Linked DNA regions of Sus scrofa: all the other regions are linked to region 1. A link is a contact called in public HiChIP or PLAC-seq and promoter capture Hi-C data. All regions are on one chromosome and are shown on one strand. Each heading gives the region's core, a stretch centred on a gene start, on an enhancer-like site or on the middle of the called end of the contact. The rest is flanking DNA. Distances are from core to core; before and after follow the strand shown.

What was found. Promoter capture Hi-C pulls out the DNA fragments that hold promoters and counts their contacts. HiChIP or PLAC-seq counts read pairs in DNA pulled down with a chosen protein or histone mark.
Region 2: a promoter capture Hi-C map of fetal liver shows a contact between it and region 1, with 3 times the contacts expected there. The contact joins the promoter of KCTD20 here to the promoter of SRSF3 in region 1. A contact is called at or near these places in 3 of 5 promoter capture datasets (fetal liver, fetal skeletal muscle and liver), 2 of 47 Hi-C or Micro-C datasets (embryonic fibroblasts and skeletal muscle) and 1 of 2 datasets of contacts at active chromatin or transcription factors (alveolar macrophages).
Region 3: an H3K27ac HiChIP or PLAC-seq map of alveolar macrophages shows a contact between it and region 1. The contact joins the promoter of ETV7 here to the promoter of SRSF3 in region 1. A contact is called at or near these places in 1 of 5 promoter capture datasets (fetal liver) and 2 of 2 datasets of contacts at active chromatin or transcription factors (alveolar macrophages and skeletal muscle).

What each region holds. Positions count from the first base shown.
Region 1 is chr7:32,287,590-32,291,046 of Sscrofa11.1, forward strand. SRSF3 (serine/arginine-rich splicing factor 3) reads left to right here and starts at 1,875. Exons shown (of 6, transcript XM_021098646.1): 1 at 1,875-2,011.
Region 2 is chr7:32,144,509-32,147,674 of Sscrofa11.1, forward strand. KCTD20 (BTB/POZ domain-containing protein KCTD20) reads left to right here and starts at 1,536. Exons shown (of 8, transcript XM_005665921.3): 1 at 1,536-1,720.
Region 3 is chr7:32,108,389-32,111,839 of Sscrofa11.1, forward strand. It overlaps ETV7 (transcription factor ETV7), which reads right to left and starts at 1,578. Exons shown (of 5, transcript XR_002345688.1): 1 at 1-1,578. It overlaps PXT1 (peroxisomal testis-specific protein 1), which reads right to left. Exons shown (of 4, transcript XM_013977855.2): 4 at 2,000-2,246. The coding sequence ends at 2,142. LOC106504396 (a long non-coding RNA gene) reads left to right here. Exons shown (of 6, transcript XR_001297833.2): 6 at 1-1,645.

The sequences.
Region 1 (3,457 bases), core at 625-3,124:
CCTGGGGAGGCGGAGTGAGCAACAACAGTCCAAAGGTGAAGTTCCTGGAGTTCCCACTGTGGCTCAGTGGTTAACGAATCCAACTAGGAACCACGAGGTTGTAGGTTTGATCCCTGGCCTTGCTCGGTGGGTTAAGGATCCAGTGTTGCCATGAGCTGTGGTGTAGGTGGCAAACACAGCTCGGATCCCATGTTGCTGTGGCTCTGGCGAAGGCCAGCAGCCTACAGCTCTGATTAGACCCCTAGCCTGGGACCCTCCCTATGCCACAAGTGCAGCCCTAGAAAATACAAAAAGACAAACAAAGTTGAAGTTCCTGTAAGTGGGGAGACTGCATGTAACAACCCTGCAAGGCTTGGTGTAGTTACCCATTTTACAGAGAGGAAACTAATATTGAGATGGTAAGGGATATTTCTCCAGACACTTTAGCAGTAAGTAGCAGCAGTACTGTGGGTCCAAATATAGGACTGTCTGACTTCAATGGCTTTGCTTTGATAGAAGGAAATAAAAAGAGGAGAAAAGCTTACACAGGAAGAGAGGAGCAAATCAAAGCAAATAGAAGTAAGCCAGAATAGAAAAACATTTAGAGAAGGAAAGAAGAGGAAGAGAAAAGCTTTGCTAGAATTCCTACCTGGGAAAAACCCAGGTAAGACCAGCTCAGGGCTTGGCTCAACAAATGTAGTTTCCATTCTCCCTCTTCCCTTGCCAGTATGAAATCCTCGTTTTTTACAGGTGTGAAAACTCAGAAACAGTAAGTCGTGTCTCCACCCCACATGGATAGATAAACTTCTTAGAGCCACAATAAGAGAATATCTGGGAAAAGGAAAGCAGTGAATGTTTGGCATATCTTTCAGCTACTGGTGGAAAAATACAAGTTATTATTTTTCTTGAGAGCAGATTTAGATACGTTAGTAAGTCAGACTCCACTGAAAGGGGAGGAAACCAGGCAACCCTCTTAGCTGAACTCACTGTTCCAGAGAGGAAGATCTTGGTGATTTTTCTAACAAACCATTGGTATTTCTCTCCCAATAGTTAATTTCGTGGCTCAGTTCTTTTCAGAGGAAGTGGAAAGCAGAGAGGAAGGTGTTAGTGAACCATAGACCCCCCACCTCTGAGCCCCGGTCAGTACAACAGCCTTTGCCAGAAGACAGACTGGTATTCGTTGCGGAGGAGAGGGGTGCCGAATTCAATCTCCTCAGGAACTTCCTTTTATACTGTTACTAAATGCGATACTTTCTGGATGGCCTGACCCGTCTCATTTGCCTTTGAGTTTCTATTAAACATTTCAAGAGTCCAAAATGATGACGCCATCGTCTCTGCCAAATCGTGCAGTTTGGGTGAGAGGTGGCAGACCAGCCAGAGTTGGGCCGACTTTCCGTGACTGGGCTTTTCCCCAAGTGTGGGACCCGGAGGGGCACAGTGTGGTGACAGCGGGTTCACAAACAGCCCCGTGACCTTGGGAGCAACTCCGAAGCACGTTTGTAAACGTGATGGTCTCAGTTCCTGCCTAACCGCTCATGCGGAGCAGTAATTAATGAACTCATTTTATACTGTAATCTTATTGGGTGCAAAAGGCTCTATCAGTGTTTGGGTGTGACCGGCGATGATGTTATTAAATCCCTATTAATAGGCTATTTGGAGATGAGGGAGAGGTGACTGAGGAGAACTCGGCAACAGGAGAATTACACCGAGGGAGCTCTGGCCCTGAGGCACGACGGCTGCGCGCGTCTCCACCGACGAGGCAGCACAACCAGAGAAGGCTCTCAGCAACCGCGGTTCTCGCAGCGTTTGTGGCCATTACGTCACGGTCTTCTTCGCCTCTCATTGGGCGAACCCGTCCAATCATGTGACTCCAGGATGGCTTATAAATACAGGCGAGGAGACGGTGTTGGTCCGCCATTTCGTGGACGCCGGATCGGGGAGAGTATCTGCTGGAGCCAGGCGGGAGGGGAGTGGGAAGAGACAGCCGCGGGTGCGTGGATTTGAGTCTTCGCATTTCTAATCTAAGATCTCGGTAAGAGACCCAGCGACTAAAGGAATGAGGTGGGAAATGGGCCTTAACAGGACCGAGGTGGGGCCAGGCCCAATGGCGGCGCCAGATTGAGACAAAGAGACGCTGCCGCCATTTTGTGACGTTCAACACGGGGCGGTGGAGGGGGCTCCCGGCCCCCCGGAGCAGGCACCCAGGCTTCCAAGTGGAGGTGCTTATAACCCTTCCCTGGGGGGCTGAATCGGGAAGTGAGATTGCTCGAGTTGAGGCAAAGGGGGTATCGGTAATCGGTTGTACTCTAGATCGCGGCCATTCAATTTATGGCGCCTTTTTTTTCTTTTTGCCCACGTTTCCTTAAGTAGCGGCTTAGGATTTTTTTTCTTCAAGTCACTACTCAAGACTGGACCCTTCGATCCATATTTGAGGATTTCTCTACTTTCTTTCATTTTCGTGTTACTTTAACTTCACTTTTTACAGCCTGAATCCAATAACTATTTTTTTTTAAGCTGATCTTTCTTGAGCTGTATTGTTCTTATAGCTGCTTCGCATTAAAACTGGTCAGGGTAAAGTTTTTGGGAAAGATTAATTCACCAACAATGGGTTTGGTCTCGGAACTTCTGGGCACAGGGCGGGGTCACACAAATAGGATGTGTCTGGGCGGGTATTTTTTTTTTTTTTAATTGGATAACGTGTTTATGAAAAGCCCTTAAGCTGAGTTTTTGGACAGGCTGCTTTTCGTATGTAATCTACAAGTTGATTAGATTCGTTGCTGAGGCGGCTTTATTAGTATTGAAGGTTTTTCAAATGTAAACTAAAGTGCCTTAAGTTCTTGCACAACAAATAATCTATTTTTTTCCCCATGAGGTGGAGTTAATGTAACATTCATTTTAAAGTGCACGATTCAGAAGCATTCGATACCTTCACAATGTTGTGTAACTATCACCTCTATCTAGTTTTAAAGCATTTTATTATACCCACTAAGGTGACCTGTACTGTTAAGCAGCCACTACCCTTTTGGCCTGCCCCTTTCTCTCCCGCAGCCCCTGGTAGCTACTAATCTGTCTCTGGATTTACCCGTTTCGGATATTTCACATACATGGGATGGTATTACGTGTATTTTTTTTGTCTGATATCTATAACTTAGCATGCTTTCACGTTTTGTCCATGTTTATGGGTACTCGTTCCTGAATACTCCATTGTATGGGTAATAATTTTGCTTCTCCATTTTGTTGCTGGACATTTGGGTTAACACCTTTCGGCTGTTGAGGGTAGAACAAGATATATATTTTTAAAAAACAAGTTTGTCCTGCTTGAGTAAAGTTTTGGCTTGTGAAGGCACATTACTATCACTTTTTTAGTGGTTTAGCCTTAACTGCTGTCTTGTCTTCACTTGTCATTTTGTTTTGTAGTCTCCAGGTTTTGCTTTTAATCCTACTTTTCAAAGTTGTTCCTCCCCCCCCTTCAGATAAC
Region 2 (3,166 bases), core at 286-2,785, 140 kb before region 1:
CAGAGGTGGAAGCAGCCGGGAATGCTGAGTTACCCACTTGAAGGTGAGCAGCCTTGTAGAATCACTGCCTACAGGTGACTAATGGAGCGTAATAAGCTAGCCCATCCTTATTCAAACACAGTACCAGGTCCTTACAATCATTATAAGTGAAGTGAGAGAATAGGAACTGGGAATGCCCTCTATAGCTCTAAGATCAAATTATAATGATCAAGTTTATAGCTTGTTTTTGAAATTAAAGTTGTTGCCTTTAATGAGGCAATTTTGCTGTACAAGTATCCCACAACCATTTGCAACCTACTGGAATGAGATATTTGCTCATATTTCTTCCATTTCAATGCTAATCCTCATTAGCCCCACATTAATTGCTAGACTTACATAAAAAAGTTGACTCAAAACACTGTTATTAACTTAATAGGTTTTGAATAGTTTGCATAATCAATATAGCTTTTTATTTAAATTTCATAACTTTTATTATTTATTTATTTATGTCTTTTTGGGGCCACACCCTAAAAAGGCATATGGAGGTTCCCAGGCTAGGGGTTTAATCGGAGCTGTAGCCACCGGTCTATGCCAGAGCCACAGTAACTCGGGATCCGAGCCGCGTATGCGACCTACACCACAGCTCAGGGCAATGTCAGATCTTTAACCAGCTGAGCAAAACTGAGCGAGGCCAGGGATCGAACCCGCAACTTCATGATTCCTAGTCGGATTCGTTTCCTGCTGTGAAGTACAAAAAACAGAAGAAATGACAAAAAGGACTGATGCTATTTCTTTCTTTTCATGCTTTTTAGGTCATGGACTATATACAGATTTTTTTTGTTTTGTCTTTTGTGTTTTTAGGGCCGCACACGTGGCATATGGAGGGTCCCAGGCTAGGGGTCAAATGGAAACTGTAGCTGCTGGCCAGCGCTCACCGCAATGCAGGATCCTCAACCCACTGAGCGAGGCCAGGGATAGAACCTGCATCCTCATGGATAGTAGTCAGGTTCATGTCCTCTGAGCCACAAAGGGAACTCCAGGTTTTTTGAGTGTTGAAATATTTTACTCGTAGCACGGCCAATTTCCCACTAATTTGCTTCAGGTTGATTAAAAATTTGTAATTCTGCTTTATTTGCTATGGTATGTAGTTTCATTAAACTCAAGGTTAGGGGGAGAACGTGGGCATTTCCCGCCCTCCTTTCGGTCAGAATGCCTATGCAGATACGGGCTTCCAAGCAAAACGTGTTAAAGGAACTCCATCATTCTTGCCGTCTCCTCCACCAAAAGTATGCAAAGATCTGGCCTCCACAATTTTCTAAAAGCACTAGCTGTCCCAGGGCTGTGCGAGCTTATTTCACAATTCAGGTAACTACTAACTTTTCCGTTTTATATCTTTAATAATTGAAAGAGGGTATCCGCAGCTCGGAAACCAATCTACCCTGGTAGTGACGGAGTGAGAACGACCGCACTGCAGGGCTTGCGCGGGATGAAACGGGACCCCCTACTGCGTGTGGCCCAGCGGGCGGGCCCGAGCCCGACCTTCCCGGCGTGCCCTGCGCGCCGAGGGGGACTCTTAACGTGAAGTGCTGGGTTACTCAGCCGCGTGGCCGCGCGGGCCGAGGCGGGGGCGCGCGCCGCTGCGGCACTACCGGTCCCCGCGGCGACTGCTCGCGGCGCCGGGTGCGCGCGCCTCCCGGGTGGATTCGGGCCCCGAGCGCGAGAGCGCGGCAGGGAGCGTCAGGTAAGTCGAGGCGCGGGACAGGTTGGAGGCGAAGACCCGGTGTGGCAGCGGGCCTGGCCCCAAAAGGTGCTTTCCTGTCGGGGGCTGGGGAGCCATCTCCTCCGGGCGCCGCTCGGGTGGCCGGCGCCGGGTCGGACCTCCAGTTGAAAGGCCGCGGGGCTACGGTCATCTCGAGGAAAAACGTTGGCAAAGGAGTTGCGGCCGCTGGTTTCCTTGCTGAGGGTAAAGCCTGTTTTTGGGGGGCAGAAGGGAGTCGATTTATGTGGAAATAGCACCGTCGTGGGGACGACTAAAGTATCAACTTGACTTTTCTGCAGGCCTTTTGGTGTTTTTATCCCCAAAGAAGAAAAATGATGAGCCCTGCCGTGTAAATGGATAAAACGTTTGCAGACGCGTTCTTTTCTAGCAACTAATTGAATTCATTAAAAATTAGGTAGTTGGTCAGACTTTTTCCCAAACTCTGGAGCGGAGAGTGCACACTTTTTGCGCCCCTGCTTCGAAGTATGTCTTCTCTGCCACCCACAAATTGCTAGCTTTCATCAGTGCCTCTGAGTGTGAAAGCGCTGGGGGAGCCTGAACCGGTAATTTTCTTTTAAATAAAACCTTGCTTTGTATAGCGTTCAGTGTCTTCAGGTTTACAAGCCTAGTTTTGCTCTATTGAAAAAATCTATTTTGGAGTTTGTGATTCTTTCTGAAAATTCCTGGATTGAACCTACTGATTTTTAATCGAGAAACCAGTGAACAAACTAACAAGATAAACAAGGCTGTGAGGAACTGGTTAACCAGTTTATGAAAATGCGTTTTTCAGGCCCTTTTAATTGTTCCCTTAGTAGCTGTTAAACAGCTATCTGCAGCTGTTACCTGAGAATTTAAGGGTTTTTTTTAATGTTCCCCCAAACAAAGTGTTGTAGTTACAGCAGTTGAATATGATGAATCGGAGTCAAAGAACTTCACCCTCAACGCGTCCTGGTGCCTGACACTTCCACCCACCCCACCCCCCACCTCGATTCTGGGACAGTAGTTCTCAAAATAAGTTTGTGCCTTAAAAATGCCAAAACCCCTCCCAGAAATTTTAAAAATAATTTAAAAAAATTTTATACAATTTTTAAAGGTCACTTTCCATTTGCAGTTATTACAAAATATTGGCTGTATTCCTGGTGTTATACAATGCATCCTTCAGCCTATCTTATACCCAATAGTTTGTACCTCCTTTCCCCCTCCCCTGTATTACTCCACCACCACCACTAGTTTTTTTCTCTATATTTGTGAGTCTGCTTCTTTTTTGTGCTATTCACTGGTTTGTTGTTGTTGTTGTTGTTTAATTTCACATATAAGTGATACACAGTATTTGTCTTTCTGTGTCAGAATTCTTTCACTTAGCATACTGCCCTCCAAGTGCATCCATGTTGCTGCAAATGGTAAAGTTTCGTTCTTTTTTTATAGTTG
Region 3 (3,451 bases), core at 328-2,827, 180 kb before region 1:
ATCTGACTGACACCTTTCCTCAGGCCTCTGGCTGCTCTGGTGTGGTGCCCACCCGCCTATCCACCCCCCACCTCCCCCCCCCCCCCACACACACACCTGTCTCAGCTCCCTCTGCCTTGAGAGGAAGCTGAGAAAGGTTGTAAGCACTAAAGCAAACCAATACATGGGGAAGATAAGAAAGCAAGAAGCCTTAATAACTTGCCCAGACTCTTGAAAGTGTAGATGCTGTCGGCTTAGCACTGCTAAAGCATGAGCTTCTGGAAATCAATGAGAACAAGACCAGAGGAGTTCTCTTGTAGCAGTGGATTAAGGATCCCGTGTTGTCACTGCAGCAGCTTGGGTCACTGCTCTGGCGAGGGCTTGATCTCTGGCCTGGAAACTTCGACATGCTGCGAGTTCAGCAAGAAAGAAAGAAGAAAACAGAGAAACAGAGAGGGAGGGAGGGAAAATTTAAGTTATTCTGAGATATTTTTAATCCTTTAGCTTGGAAAAGAAAAGTCTCGTAGCATAAGCTGCTGGAGAGGCTGAGGGGAACAGAGAACACCAGGCATGTAAAGTGATGCGGTCCCACGGAGGCCAGCGAGGCAGGCCTAGCAACGTCACAGATGTATTTCCCCTTCACCAGCAGTCCCAATGCTGGAAAAGTATTCGACACATACACCCACACATATCCAAAATGTACGTGGTTATTTTTTTCCGTATGGCTTCTAATACCAAATGATTAGAAGCAACCCAGGCATCAGGGGGCTGATGAGACAAATTCTGCTACATCCATTTAACAGAATCCTGTGTGTTGTCTGAGGGCGCTTTCTGCGAATCGTGGCAAGCTCTCCAAGAGGCAACGTGGCAGAGCGGTTAAGAACCTAGACCCTGAGGACAGTTGCCTGCCTGCCTTGGAAACCCAGCTATGCCACTTACCAGCCACGTGCCCTTGAGCAACTCAGTTAACCGATGCACTGCCTCTCTCTACTAACTACTGCCTCAGTTTCCTTAACAGTAAAATAGAGCTAATAATAAAACCTATCTCATAAGGTCCTTAGGAAGAGTGAATGGGTTAACATTTGTGAGACAACTAGCATAGTGCCTGAGCACCATGTGAAGCAAAAAATGAAGGTACAGAACAGTGTATATTACATGCTTCCTTGTGTGTGTGTAAATAATATAGATACACACCATGTACAGTACTGGTATTTGTACAAAGAAACTGAAAGGATATGTAATACATGATAAATGTAACTGGGATTCAGGATAGAAAATAAGAGCAAAGGTTTTCATTGTAAACCTTTTGATATGGCTTTGATTTTTTTTAACCATGTGAATAAATAAATACCTATTCCAAAGGGGAAAAAATAAATAAGAAAGACATTTTAGGTTCTATTCCCCACTAGGAAGCCAAAACCTAAGTGATGATAGGCATTGCCTGAGACAGACTAAAAAATTAGGGACATTTTCCTTTGGAAGGACATTTCCCTTTGTAGAGTTTGATCAGACTCTACAAAATTACGAACTCATATGAGCAGAAACAAGTGGAATCCCTGCTTCACAAAGAAACGTGCATAGGTGTTTCATGCTCAATAAAATAACCGTGTTTATTTCATCTTAAAAATTATTAGTTTTAAATAACACTTTTCCTACAAAGAACTCAGAATGCATATACAGAACTTATAATTTATAACAATAAACTTTCTTAACAGACTTCTCAAAGAGGGGAGGGAGGGAATATGAGGTAGACAGAAAGGTAAAAAGACGGGGCACTGCAGATCTGTTCACAGGCGGGCGGCAGTGGGGCCAACAGGGCCCGGGACCCAGGGAGGGGCCCAGGAGGAAGCACCCATTTCTGTGACCTCTGGTTTGGGCTTGGGGTTCAGTTTCACTCATGGAAGGAAATGGTCAAGGCTTCCTTCGGAGGAGCACCGGGACTATCCACAGCACTGGCGTGACGTGTTTAAAGTCTCCTGGGTTCCTTGGTCAGACATCTCATCCATGGTTGTTCTGAACAGACGAATGGCCAGTGGGTCCACAGTTCTCCAACAAAGTGGGCACAAAGCAACAACGGTGAAGAGGCAGGTGAGGGGCTTCCTCCCACCTGCTCCAGTGAGATTCCTGTTTCCTTGGAGGATAGAACGACATTTACATTCCTTTCACATCAAATGGTTATTCCAGAGAAAGCGCAGTAACACGTGCACGCCTTCAGCAAAAACTAAGACAAACTGAGCCAGGAGAGCTCTGCCTTCCTGTTGAAAATCCTGTTTAAAAGAAGAGAGAAGTTTAAACAAAAAAACCAACAACAGGCATTCCTGCCATGGCACAGTGAGTTAAGAATACGAACTCTAGGAGTTCCCGTCGTGGCTCAGTGGTTAATGAATCCAACTAGGGACCATGCGGTTGCGGGTTCGATCCCTGGCCTTGCTCAGTGGGTTAAGGATCCAGCATTGCTGTGATCTGTGGTGTAGGTTGCAGATGCGGCTTGGATCCTGTGTTGCTGTGGCTCTGGCGTAGGCCGGCGGAGATTTGACCCTTATTCTGGGAACAGCTCTGATTTGACCCTTATCCTGGGAACCTCCATGTGCCGTGGGGAGTGGTCCAAGAAATGGCAAAAAAAAAAAAAAAAATGAACTCTGGCATCTGGGGTTGCCGCGGAAGCTTGGCCCATTGGCCCACGCAGCGGGTTAAAGGATCTGGCGTTGCCAAAGCTGCAGCTCAGATTCAGTCCCTGGTGTGGGACTGCCCATATACTTTGGGTGCAGCCGTAAAAAAAATAATCCAGGAGTTTCCGTTGTGGCACAGCAGAAATGAATCCGACCAGGAACCATGAGGTTGCAGGTTCGATCCCTGGCCTCGCTCAGTGGGTTAAAGATCCCACATCTCTGTGAGCTGTGGTGTGGGTCGCAGACGTGACTCGGATCCGTGTTGCTGTGTCTGTGGCTCAAATTTGACCCCTAGCCTGGAACCTCCATATGCCATGAGTGTGGCCCTGAAAAGCAAAAATGAAATAAAATAAAAAATAAAATAATCCAAAATTAGAACTTCAGCATAAATATTAATTCAATCAGTGCCATAAACAAGCTTCTGGGGCTGCTCTATGAATTGGAAGACCATCTTGGTCAGTTCCATAATGTCCATATCCTCCACACCACCTTGGGAAGCGTTCCTATGGACGGGTATTCCCATCTTGGGCATCAGCAGCTTGGGGCCCTTTGCAGGGGGTGATAACTGATGACTCTTGCTCTGGCTTCCCAGAGCATGATCTTAGTCCTCTTCAAGGAGCAAGGACGTCTGCCTTGGGGTCAGAAGAATGTACTTAGATGGTAAAGACGGGAGTTAATATGGGCAAAGCTGGACAAAGACTACAGCAGTTTTGTGGAGCTGTAAGTAAATGCCACTGTTTATATGGGAGCATCGGGAAAAGAAGGCTGAGGGCCCAACACAAAGGGCTGGCCCTGGCCCTACC